2 separate regions of the Sus scrofa genome follow, and region 2 is linked to region 1. The links are chromatin contacts, called in public Hi-C maps. All regions are on one chromosome and are shown on one strand. Each heading gives the region's core, a stretch centred on a gene start, on an enhancer-like site or on the middle of the called end of the contact. The rest is flanking DNA. Distances are from core to core; before and after follow the strand shown. Region 1 holds the start of EDN1 (endothelin 1). Region 2 has its middle 170 kb from the start of PHACTR1.

What was found. Hi-C and Micro-C count contacts between places; a contact is called where the count stands out from the background.
Region 2: a Hi-C map of liver shows a contact between it and region 1, with 6 times the contacts expected there. The contact joins the enhancer-like site here to the promoter of EDN1 in region 1. A contact is called at or near these places in 1 of 5 promoter capture datasets (liver), 6 of 47 Hi-C or Micro-C datasets (alveolar macrophages, fibroblasts, heart right ventricle and 3 more) and 1 of 2 datasets of contacts at active chromatin or transcription factors (alveolar macrophages).

The regions. Positions count from the first base shown.
Region 1 is chr7:8,747,415-8,754,043 of Sscrofa11.1, forward strand. EDN1 (endothelin 1) reads left to right here and starts at 4,604. Exons shown (of 5, transcript NM_213882.1): 1 at 4,604-4,742; 2 at 6,266-6,434. The coding sequence starts at 4,679.
Region 2 is chr7:8,930,312-8,936,617 of Sscrofa11.1, forward strand. No RefSeq gene overlaps it. Among named protein-coding and RNA genes, the nearest start is that of PHACTR1, 170 kb to the right of the region's middle. Within about 2 kb of position 1,845, at least 4 of the 83 cell types and tissues checked have an H3K27ac peak or open chromatin away from gene starts, as enhancers often do. A contact at or near this core is called in liver, where this site is marked.

The sequences.
Region 1 (6,629 bases), core at 3,354-5,853:
CGGAATGTCTGTATCTTTGAAATGCATCAATATGAGAGTTTCGTTGGGGAATATTTGGAGATTATCTTGAAGGTAGAGGTCAGAGAGTAGAATTAAACCAGGACTTAATTCTTTTTTTGTTTTTTTGAAGGACCACACCCTCGGCATATGGAAGTTCCCAGGCAAGAGGTCGAATTGGAGCCGCAGGTGCCAGCCTTCACCACAGCCACAGCAACTCAGGATCGGAGTTGCATCTGTGACCTACATCACCGCTCTCGGCAACGCCAGATCCTTAACCCACTGAGTGAGGTCTGAACCCACATCCTCCTAGATACTAGTCTGGTTGTTTTCGCTGAGCCACAGTGGGAATCCCATGATTTGATATTTTCGTACATGACAAAATGATCACCACGATACGTCTAGTTATCATCTGTCACTATACAAAGCTCTCATCAAAGTTACTCTCGTCTGTATTCTCTATGCTGTACACCACATCTCCGAGACATTTCTTTTGTAACTGGAAGTGGAAGTGTGTACCTGTTTCATTCAGCATCCTCTCCACTTCCTCCTGGCAACCACCAGTTTGTTCTCTGTATTTATGAGTCTCTTTTTGTTTCGTTATTTTTGTTGCTGTTGTTGTTGTTGTTGTTTAATTCCGCGTGTGAGACCAGATGGGTATTTTCTTTGTTCAAATTGTTTCACTTAGCATGATACCCTCTCGGTCCATCTATGTTGTCATGCCATTGATGGCTGACTAATGCGCCTTTCTTTATCACATCTTCTTTATCCTTTCTGGAGATGGGCTCTATGTTTTTCCATGCAAAGGATGCATCTCTCTTGAGCATCATCTCATTTCCTGTGCTAAATACCTCTACACTGTGGACACAGAGAGAGGCTGTGTTTGTTCATGACTCCTCGAGGTGTGTAATATGTCATGGGGTAATGTCTGAAGCGCACAAATCTTTCACAACAGTCTTATGCAAAGTAGGAACATAAACCAGTCAACAATGTATGACTGAGCCAGGCCTAGAGCTTCACCGTGCCCACACTAAGCTGGCCCTCTGTTCTTCCTGCTCTCTCATCCAGCAACCTCATGGCTGTTCTTTCTGCTGAGCTCAATGCCACATCTCAGCCCAGGTTTATTGGCTTGGCAAAGTTGCAAACAGTCTTACGCAAAATTGAGAAAGGAGCAAAGCTGAGGACCGCTAAAAACAGTACACTTTGCTACTGTGTAGTATCTGGGATTTGGGGCCCAGGGTATTTTATTTATAGATATCTATTAATACATAGCAAGAGATACAGAAAGAAACACATAAGAAACAGCTTTATCAAATAGTTTCCAGTGTCCAAGTGTAACAGCAAGAACAGCAACAGAAAACTGTTCCACTGGGGAAAAAAAGCCATCTTCTTTAAGTCTTCTGGCCTCCGCTTCCCCTTCCGCTCTGGGGAGGACTCTGGCTGCAAAAAGCCTTTCCCCTGTGAGGTCCTGGAGGGCTGGGCTGGGGGCTGTGGATAGAGGTGGGCTCTCTCCTTTATTTCTGGGTCCAGCTCCTTTAACCCCCCTCCCCCTCCCTCCCTAGCAATGCTTCCAGTGGAAGAGCAGTGGGAGCCTCTAGCTTGTAAAACTGGTTTGTTAGGGCTCTTCCTCCCTCCCGATGGTGCATCTTGGCAACATATTTTGCTGGGCAGCTGCCTGGCAGGGCCATAGCTGCTTTCTCTGCACTTGAAAGGGGCTCCCCCCACTTTGTCCCCCAGGCAGAAAAGAGCCTACGGCAAGAGCAGGAGCTGGAGCCATGGACAGGGAGGCAGATGCCACCATGGCCCCAAGACACACCAGCATGCATAGGCACGCCCATGTGCGTGTGCATCTTGGAAACCCAAGACTCCAAGGGATGGGGCAAATGGTCCGTAGAATCTCGGGAGCCTCCAGGTCTGAAACCTGTGCATGGACTTGAACAGAAGGCCTAGGCTGGAGGGGGGGGGGTGAGTCTCTGCTGCCCACTCTTTGTATTTTAATTCAAACAATTCACAGGGTGACACAGGAGGGAGGGCTGTGGGAAGCTGTGTGGGCAGTTTCATGGCTCTTCCCTTCTCCACTGGACGGTGGGGCACTGCTGGCACCTGCAGCCTCACCACGGTGGGGTGGCAGTGAGAGATGGGCTTTCCTGCGGGAAGGTAGCCCAGGCTGGATCTGGAGGGACTGGAAGGGGCTGGGTGGTGGTTTCCTGGAAGGAGCTTAGGGCAGGCTGGTCCTGACCATGGCCAGGGCTTTGTTAAAATTTCCAGGAGGCTAAGAAAAAAAAAAAAAAGTTGGTGGGAGATCTCTGCCAAGACACATTTCCCAGGTCATTCTCTCCCTTCCTGGTGGTGGTGGGGGAGCTTGGACCCTGTGAATGTGATATCAAGTCTCCTCTCCTGGGTTCTGTGGGGAGGTGGGGGCACACTGGCCAGATGAGGCTGGCAGAGCTGTCTCCCTGCTGGGTGCAGCCCAGTCCAAGGGGGCGCTGTGCCCTTCTTGGCCCCCAGGGCTGGGCTGAGGTGAGCTCAGGGAGGAGGAGGAGGCAGAGGGCCCAGGCAGAGACCCCCGGGGGGTACTGGGTGGAGGCCTCTTTGGTGTGTATGTGGGAGGGTCCCTGGACCACCTCATCTCCAGCTTTAGCTGCAGTGGCTGATTTAGGGGACACATCTCATTGATCCGCCACTGCTACTCTTACTGTCTCTCCCACTGTGACTTCCAGAAGGCCCAGGGGTGACCAAGCTTGTGCCCAGGCCCACAGCTTAGGTGTTGGGATAAAATCTGTCCTTTTGCTTCCAGAGGTGAAGAGTAAGCAGAGAGAAGGAGGAGGAAACGGGTTCCTCCTGAGGATTCCTCCTGAAATGAGTCCACATTTGAATCCCTGCTGCGGGAGGGGGTGGAGGGAGTGGGGCTAGAATAAAACACTAAGAGGAAATGGAAGAAGCATCCTTTTAGCCAGCTCCCTGGGAGCCCCGAGCAGACACATCTTTTTCTTGTGCAGCGCAGATGCTCTAAATTTTTCCCAAGGACCTTAACTCAGCCACACTGAGGACTTGGATGGACCATGGAAATTCCGGGTGCCTCAGTTTCCCCACTTGCAAAATGAGGCTAATTGAAAAAGCCACGGGTCTTATATTCACGGTTTGCATTATACATGACAGCATGTTGTCTCCTGCAAGGTAACTGCCCTGGGGGGAACCTCAGGTTATTTCATGGTTACACAGACAGGAAACTGCTATTGAAAAAGTAAACACATTATTAAATGTGAGGTATGATCTGATCCCTCATTCAGTGCGGGCATTTCTCTCTTCCCAACATCACCCAAATCGCCTATTCACCCAACACCCCTTTGACTTAAAGGCCAAAGGAAAACACCCAAGACCCAGAAAAGATGTCCCGCGTAGGAAGTAAATGGAATATTCTGAGGGGCATCCCGCGGTCTGTGCCAGGCGCCAGCCCTTCCCTTCCAAAGCTCCCACCTCAGGTGCCTGTTTCCTTCTGTTATTTGGAAGCTCAGGCTGTTATTTTTGGCCAAAACATCAGCTCCCCCCGCGCCCCCCCATAGCTCTTCGTCGCCCCCTGGCGTTCCTTTCACGCTATTTCTTAAGATTGGTGACCCTGGAAGTGGGGCGATGGGCAAAGCCAAGGAGAGTGGGCACGCATTACAAAAACGTTTATGGGGGCTCCTAATCAGCAATATCGAAAGGATTGGGTATGTGCCTTAAAGGATTTTTTTAAAAAAAACTTCCTTTCCTTGCCAATCCCTCTCCGATCTTTCTCACTGTGGACGCAAAGAACTTGAGCAAAACAGACTGGGCGGGGGAGGGGGGTGCTTAGAAGTCAGAAAAGCGCGTGGATCTGCCAAAATCATTTGACCCCGAGTCGGGAGGGGGGCGCGAGGAGGGGGAGCGTTCCCTTGTCTGATCAGCACTGAGGAATCGGAGCGACATAAAAGGCAAATGAAGCGAACAACAATTCAAAAAAAAAAAAAAAATTCCCCGCACACAACAATACAATCTATTTAAACTGTAGCTCATACTTTTCATACCAATGGTATGACTTTTCTGGAGTCCCTCTGCTGATTCTTGAACTCCGGGGCTGGCAGCTTGCAAAGGGGAAGCAGGCTGCAGCGCTGCACCGGCAGGTTTACCAAAGGTCTCTAATGGGTATTTTCTTTTTCTTAGCCCTGCCCCTGAATTGTCAGACGGCGGGCGTCTGCCTCTGAAGTTAGCAGTGATTTCCTTTAGAGCCCGGCCTTATCTCCGGCTGCACGTTGCCTGGTGGTGACTAATGACACAATAACATTGTCTGGGGCTGGAATAAAATTGGAGCTGTTTACCCCCACTCTATAGGGGTTGAATATAAAAAGCCGGCCGAGAGAGCTGTCCAGGTCAGACGCGCTTCTGCCTCTGCGCTGAGACCAGCGCCGCCGGGTCCCCGGTCTCCACTGCGGTCCCCGCGCGCCACCACCGCCGCCGCGTGCGTCCTCGGACCGCTCCCACTGCCTTCTCTCCCGGCAGAAACTTCCTTCTCCCGATTAAAGAGCACTCAGGCTGAAGGATCATTTTGAGATCTGAATAACCCGAAGCGCTTGGAAGGAACCGAAGCCATTTTTCTGCCTTTTTCCCCCCGCTTTCGGGTTTAGTTCGCAGGGGGAGGATTTTGATCCTTTTTTTTTTCAGAATGGATTATTTCCCCATGATTATCGCTCTGCTGTTTGTGGCTTTCCAAGGAGCTCCAGAAACAGGTAGGCACTTTGCCTTGTAAATCCTTGAACACTGACGTTTTTTCTCCACTTTAATGCTTTTCTTGCTTCTGTTCCAACCCCCACTTCTTTTTATGGCTGCTGCTCAGATATCAGGTGTAGGAGAATGAATGCTCAAAGCTTGCTTAAGTTTTCTAGTGGAAGAAAAAAAAAAAAAATCCTCTGAAGACAATTGCTCCCGTAGCATTAAAATCACACTGTTATCATTGCCTAGTGTATTTCCTTGGCTTTAAAAAATGTAACTCAATTGAAGATAAGATATATAACTTAGCCAAATGGATTTGCAGTGTATGTGGTCATACAGGTACTAAGAAGTATAGGGATTTATATCTTCTTCAAATACTCTTTTAATAGTGTGTTAATGCGTAAAATATTTAAACATTTCAGCTTGAAGCCAAGGAATTTTATTTGAGTCATTCAAGCAATATATGAGTAGGAAAATCATGCGCAGAACAGTCTAATGAACCGCCCCCCCCAGGCAGTTTCGGGTGAAGCAGATGTTTTCTTTAAACTTTGTCATTATTGACTTTAGGTTTCTTTTTGGCAGGTTTTTGGCACTCAAAACAGTGTGGGCTCTATTTCCAGTCGTATTCACCTGTCCTGGGAGAGGGAGCTAGGATAAATCTTGGCTGCTTAAGGATTTAGATAGTATGTATGCATCTGCCTGGTCCCTTCTTTTAGGGTCAAGACACTTTTTTTGTCTTTTGGTGACCCCGACTAAAGAGAAAAGACGTAAGGGATGAAAATCCTGGAATGTGTCTGATCATTTGAAATGTACAAAATCAGGCTGATAAGCTGCAGGGCTAACTCGTCAGTAAGAGGAGGCAGTGGGGACGGGGAGGCAGCAGGTCCCACGTATCCCAAACCGCTCCTCGAATTCCAAAGCCTGCAGAACCTTGACTGGGTCCCCCGAGCTGCTGCTGAACTTCCCCTTAGGTTAGTGGTTTCTCTGGCACTTACTGCCTGAAATCAATATTTTAGAGTGGATTTTTCTTCCCTCTCTCCTTTCACCTCCCCAAAGCTCAGGACCACCTCCTCATTTCAACAAGTGTGTACCACCTGGGCTCCTCCCTGCCTCATACCAGGTGTGAGGTGGCGGCTTCTCCCCTAAACCGAAGCTCAGCTCTCATTTCTGATTTAGGAAAAGACAGTCTGATTTATTTAGTTTTAGGTTCTTGGTCATCAGCCAGTTTCAAGACACTGGAGGTTGTACTGTTACTAAGGTCTATGCTGAAGCCAATTCACATTTCTAATAGGCAGTATTTCCAAGCATTTCCTGGGCTGGTAAGCCCCTGTATTTGCGTCATCTCTCTGAAGGTGGCGAAGCCCGTGGTGATAAAAATGAAGTCACGTTAAGGAGGGCACGTTATGTTTCTTGCTGAAGGTCGGCTGTGTGCTTCCTCTGCTTTTATCTGCTCGGCTAGATCTGGCGTGGAGACTGGGACCGGTGTGCCTCCGGGCCTCTGAGGGGACACCTCGCATTGACCTGCTCTTTCTCTCCCCAGCGGTCCTGGGCGCCGAGCTCAGCCCGGGAGCCGAGAGCCAAGGGGAGACGCCCTCTCCCCATGCATCCTGGAGGCCCCGTCGGTCCAAGCGCTGCTCCTGCTCTTCCCTGATGGATAAAGAGTGTGTCTACTTCTGCCACCTGGACATCATCTGGGTCAACACTCCAGAGTGAGTCCCTAGAGGGCACCGTTACTCTAGTCTTCCCTGCCCTGGCTTCACGGGCGCCTGGAGCCCACTTACGCTCCTTCCTTTTTGGTTTGGACCCTGCTGGCCATGCCAAAGGGCCTCCATGGGGAAAGTGCCCCTTAGGGGCCTGCTGGACATCTCTGGGGCTTTGGGGTGGGGGTGGGGGGGGTGGGGGGC
Region 2 (6,306 bases), core at 595-3,094, 180 kb after region 1:
GAGTTTTATGGCCACTGCACCTTCATACCATAAACAGAAATGATTCCTAGATCTCTAAAGATCTGGCCTTCACTCACTACCACCTCTGCTTTCATTGAATGAGATACTAAGGCTCAAGAGGTGGAAAAACTTGGCTGAGAGCACAATCCAAGAGAGAATCCCACAGCCAAGGCAGAACCATCACGGATCAGGACTGCGGGCCCCCGGAGAAAAAGCAGAAGAATCAGAACCTGAAGACGGAGTCTGTCCCTGGACGGGCCTAAGTGGAGAGTGGGCAGAGATGGCCATGGGTGGCGGGAAGGAGTGCAGGCCAGCAGGTGGAGCACTTCAGCAAAAGAGACAGCTATCAAGGGATGGATCCCAGCCTGACCATCAGAGGGTTGCGTCTGGGGTGTGTGGCAGTGAAAAGGACCCAGGCTATAGCTTGGACTTGGCTGTTTCCAGGCCCCATGACATCTAAGCAAGACCCTGCTCCCAGAAACACTGGCCTCCCAGGCTGGTTATCAAGATAGGGATTTGAGCTCCTGGAGAAAAAGTCAGGACCTGCATTCCTGGAAACAAGGGGTAGGGGAGCAAGCAAGCAGGATAGATGTGACTGGTTTCAAACCAGTGGGTGGGACTATTTAATTCTGATATGAAGATTGGAATGTGAGCAGCAAACGGAAGGTTTTACATTGTAAATATGTGATTTGGAAGGAAGAAATCATAAAGGATTTTTTTCCCCCAGTAAAATAGCCATCACCTGTATTTTTTCCTGTCACCTGAGCTCCATGGTGGACAAAGAAAAGTGCATGCCAAATATTGTGTGAGAAAAGGTGGGGTCCCATTTGGCTAAGGGGACATTTGTGTAAGGTGGTGAAACTGTACAGAATGTAGAAGGAGAAAGAGGGACATCTGGCGAAGCCCTTGGAGGAAGACGAAGACTGGTTTTTGGAGAATTTAGCTGAGAGCAGAGTGGCAAGGCTTTGACCAAGTGCCCATGCAAATCTCAACATTAGGCACATGCAGAGGGAGGGAGAAATGCAACTGGTGCTGACGAAACCTGTAACCAGGCAGACTAGATCATGAGGGGCTTGCAGCCTTTGCAGCTAGTTAACAGCTCTAAAATGTCATAGAGCCAAGGAACCCCGCCAGGTCCACTTAGAGGCAACAAGGACATTAGGACTAAGGCCAAGAGCTGGCCCATGCCTTCCAGTAAGATTCACATAACTTTGGGGGGGAGTCAAGAGACTAAAGGAGAAAACTCAGACCGTTTATGAGAACATACAATGATGCAGTGGCCATACCCCCCACTAAGAACAAACACTGCAGAAAATACCTAAAATTCCTCAGTGCTGTTAAGAGTGTAGAAAGCTCAGGATAACTTCACATTACTTCACATTGCCATGCACTAGGTAAGTCATGTCTAAGCTCATGAACTTGGTCTTGGAGGGAGTGGGCTCAGAAAGTATATGGCATGGCCCACCTGTGCCTCCAGGAACACGGCAGTGCCCAGGATATGGGAAATCCTTGGTGAGAATATCAGCTGTTGAAACAAATGAAATATCCTTTTGACATTAATAATTAAATGTTCCTATCTTTTACGACAAAAACAATACTCGGAGCACTGGCATTACTGGAAATTCATGAAATGAACCCTCTTTTTTGGGTCAGTGTTTACTACAATCCTGATTGTTTCAGAAAGAAAACTTTATGAAAGGAAATCAAGAGCATTTCTCCAACTCCACAAGTACTGCAATAACAGGAAACAAAACTCCTATTTGTGTAGTTTGCCTGATAAGAACTGAATAGTAGATTTTTTTGAAGGCATGTGGCACATACTGTTAAAGACATATAAATTACTGTCTCCTGCATGGTCTTGGCTGGGAGACTTAACATTGTAGCTTCTGTTTCTGGTGGGGGAGGCACATACATTTGTCATTACTCCAAAAAAAAAAAAAAAAATGGTGAAAAATGACGGGTTGGCCGAAGAGACTAAGAATGCTAAGACTATTAGTGCTAAGAGTGCAGCTGTTTCAGGCTTGGTCATTTGGTGGAGCCATTCTGCCCTGAGAACATTCTAGACTGAATTTGGAACAAAGTAAGGGCCAATTTACAAGCAATTGGAGGTAATTTCCGATGGATTCCTAAGATACTGCTGTACAGATGCTGTCTAAGACTGGAAGAAATAAGAGCACCCAGTAGCCTGACATGGGATCTTTCCTTTGAATAAGCAAGAAAATCTTGGTTTAGTCCAAGGCGTATTTACTTATTACATACTTTGTAACTCAAGTATAAGAGCTAGCTGACCTATTACAATATACTTCCCAGAACTTCTCTCAAGTTATGTTGTAACAGCAAACATAGTTAGGTGGGTTTTTTTTGGGGGGGGAGGGGTTTTTTTTTTTTTGGTTTGTTTTTTGGTCTTTTTGCCATTTTCTAGGGCCACTCTCTTGGCATACGGAGGTTTCCAGGCTAGGGATCTAATCGGAGCTGTAGCCGCTGGCCTGCTCCAGAGCCACAGCAACACGGGAGCCCAGCCTCGTCTGCAACCTACACCACAGCTCACGGCAACGCCAGATCCTAAACCCACTGAGCAAGGCCAGGGATCGAACCCACACCTCATGGTTCCTAGTTGGATTCGTTAACCACTGTGCCACGACAGGAAATACAAACATAGTTAGGTTTTACTCATGTTTCATTGTAAAGTTTATCTTCTTTGTTAAAAAAGATGGGAAAGTTAAATTCATTGACTTGGAGAACAGACTTTTGATGGCCAAGGGAGTGGGATGGACTGGGAATCTGGGGTTAATGGATGCAAACTATTGCCTTTGGAATGGATAAGCAATGAGATCCTGCTGTACAGTCCTGGGAACTATATCTGGTCACTTGTGATGAAGCATGATAATGTGAGAAAAAGGAATGTGTACATATGTGTGCATGTGCGTGTGTGTGTGTGTGTGTGACTGGGTCACTTTGCTGTACAGTAGAAAACTGTAAATCAACTATAACGGAAAAAAATAAAAATCATTAAAAAAAGGAAAGAAAAAGACAGGAAAGTGAGGTCAGAAATCCAATGGGTCATTTAAGACATAAATCTCTCAAAACACACCTTCTAAGCATGTACTGGTGTTGAAATAAGGCCACCGAGGGATTCTTTGGGTTATAGTGTGAAAGTTCTTTTCTGGTCATGGTTTTCAGCTTTATAATGATGACAACTGATTGTAAGCTTCCTTGTTTGCTGAGACATCACTGATGTCATCCATTGTTGACAAGGAACAGAGAAAAGAATTTTTAATATGTGGTTATGTCAACAATTGTGAAATGTTACCGAGACCAAGTAACAGAGGGTGAGATTAGGGTTGAATGCCTCATTGTGACAAACATTAGGGAATGGAAAAGATGCAAAATAATACACCCAAATCTCCAAACTCAGATTCAGTCACTGCCAACATTTAGCTATATTTTGCTATGCATTTTACGTTTTACCTATATTAGACCACATTTATCCACAATTTTTTATTTTTTTTTTTTTTGTCTTTTTGCATATGGAGGTTCCCAGGCTAGGGGTTGAATCGGAGCTGTAGCCACCAGCCTATGCCAGAGCCACAGCAACGTGGGATCCGAGCCGCGTCTGTAACCTACACCACAGCTCACGGCAACGCCGGATCGTTAACCCACTGAGCAAGGGCAGGGACCGAACCCGCAACCTCATGGTTCCTAGTCGGATTCGTTAACCACTGCGCCACGAAGGGAACTCCCTATCCACAATTTTGATCCTACTTTTATTCCTCTTAACTTTGTGTCATAAGCAAGTTCCTATACTATTAAAATTCTATGCAAAGATTCTAAATGGATCAATTTTGTATGATATACTGTAATTGACACAGCAGTGTCATTTGCAATTTTTTTAATATAAATAATGCTGGGTTAAGTGTCCTTGCAAATGATCCCTTTCCTTATTGCTTACGATGTTCTCAGGATCCTTAGGAAAGAAATTTCAAGGCCAAAGATATACATTTCTTGCCAACTCTTGATATATATTGCCAAATTGTTTAATAGAAAGGTTGAACCAATTTGTAGCCCATCAGAAGTTTATGAAGGTAAAATGTATTTAGAGAATGTATTTAGTTCTCTTTAACTTGAACATGGTCCTACAAAAATATATATTATGGAAAAGAAAGCATGTGTTAAAGACAATCTATTGAAATACTTCGTTTAAAATGAAAATGGAGGAAGGCATCTTTAAATTACTAGTAAATCCTAGGGGTTTAAAAATATATTCAAATTTATAGCCAAGGTAACATAGCAAGCAATTTTTAAAATTTCATTCTTTAAAAATAGACATTATCCCTTATACTTGCTGCTTACCTAACAATTTGTAAATGCTTTCATAAATGATGTCTTATTAATCACCATGAACTTTAGAAAATTTTGCAGTAATTTGGTTATATCAGAAATTCTCAAATGCAATCACATAAAAGATATAACACAGAGTTCCCACCGTGGTGTCGTGGGTTAAGGATTCAGGGTTGTCACAGCTGTGGTGTAGGTTGCAGCTATGTCTCAGATTTGATCCCTGGCTCCAGAACTTCCATCTGCTGTGGTGCAGCCAAAAGAAGAAGAAAGAAAATATATCACAAAATTGTCTTGGCTTTAGAGGTTTTTTTCCCATTAGTTTCAAAGTTCATATTCCCAAGACGGATCTCTGCTCTGGTTAAAGAATAAGTTCAGTGGTGCAGTTCTACCACTTCTAAGCAGCATAGAAAGGTCTAAGAGAGAGACTGATCTGTGTCTGTCTGACCACATGCCTTTGCATGACATCAGAATTAAAGTAGGGAAAGAGAGAGCCTGTTGCAATGCCCTCGACCCACCATGCTTGCCCCTTCCTCAGAATCTTTCCACTTGCTACTCCCTCAGCCTGGAGCTCCGTCCCCCATGATGTCATGGCTTCTTTTCTCCCTCCCTGAAGGTCTTTGATCAATTGGTACCATCTCACCTGGGCTTCCTTTTGTGACCCTAATTAGAACTGCAGGAGTTCCCGTCGTGGCTCAGTGGTTAACGAATCCGACTAGGAACCATGAGGTTGCGGGTTCGATCCCTGCCCTTGCTCAGTGGGTCAAAGTTCCGGCATTGCCGTGAGCTGTGGTGTAGGTCACAGACGTGGCTCGGATCCTGCGTTGCTGTGGCTCTGGCCTAGGCCAGAGACTACAGCTCCGATTAGACCCCTAGCCTGGGAACCTCCATATGCCGCAGGAGCGGCCCAAGAAATGGCAAAAAGACAAAAAAAAAAAAAAAAAAAAAAAAAGAACTGCAACCACCACCATCACCCCCACCAAAAAAAAGTCACTCTTTTTCTACACAGCACTTATTACCATGATTTTTGTGTGTTTATCTAACTGTTTTGGTCTCACAGTAGAGTATAACCTCCCTGAGCACAGGGATTTTTGTCTGCCTCATTCACTGCCACATACACATTACCTAGAACACTTGGTATACACTAAGCACTTAACTTATCTTCGTTGAAAGAATGGCTGGTTGAATGTGGGGCCTGGAGTTGTCTAACAACTTTTCTGGATAAGCTCTAAAGGAAGATCGTGCTCTTCAGGGGGACCTTGACTTTGATGCCCACCCTGCCAGTAGCTTGCATAGGAAATTGGTCCCAGGGCTAGCTAAGGAGAAGAGGCCAGGGAACCCGCACCTATTCAAGTGTGATCAGACAGACTCTGTGGACTCGAAAACTCCCACGTTTACCACTTTCTTGTCATATAACTCTGGACAGTTGGCCAACATCTATAGGTTCCACTTCCCTCACCTATAAGGAAAGAACAGGGATGCCTCCTTCCTCTGGGGATTATTGTGAGGACAGTTCAACACAGCCACGTTGGCAGCACTTGGCACAAGGATGTGGTCAGTCGTTGTCAGCCCTTATTATGCAGGAGATTCTGAGTTGAACATGTGATGTGCGTTATTATGCTCCATTATCACTGCCACATTAGGAAGGGGGTAAACTCTTCTAAATATGTATTCTGTGGGTCTCCAAATAAGTCAGGGTAATCAGTGTAGTCCATACTTCCACTGGATATTCATGTTATTGTATCAACTTCAAGAAGCTCTGCGATGAAGAAATCTGCTCAACTTTAATTTGACTTTAACTTTTATTTGAGTTTAATCCAGCATTACCCAAAAGACGCTTTTCTCGTTTTACATAGCTTCACTACCTGAAGATGGTAATTCCTATAAATGCTCTTTTTTAAACATTTTTATTGAAGTATAGCTGATGCACAATATTTCTTCAATTTCCGTTGTACAGCAAAGTGACCCCAT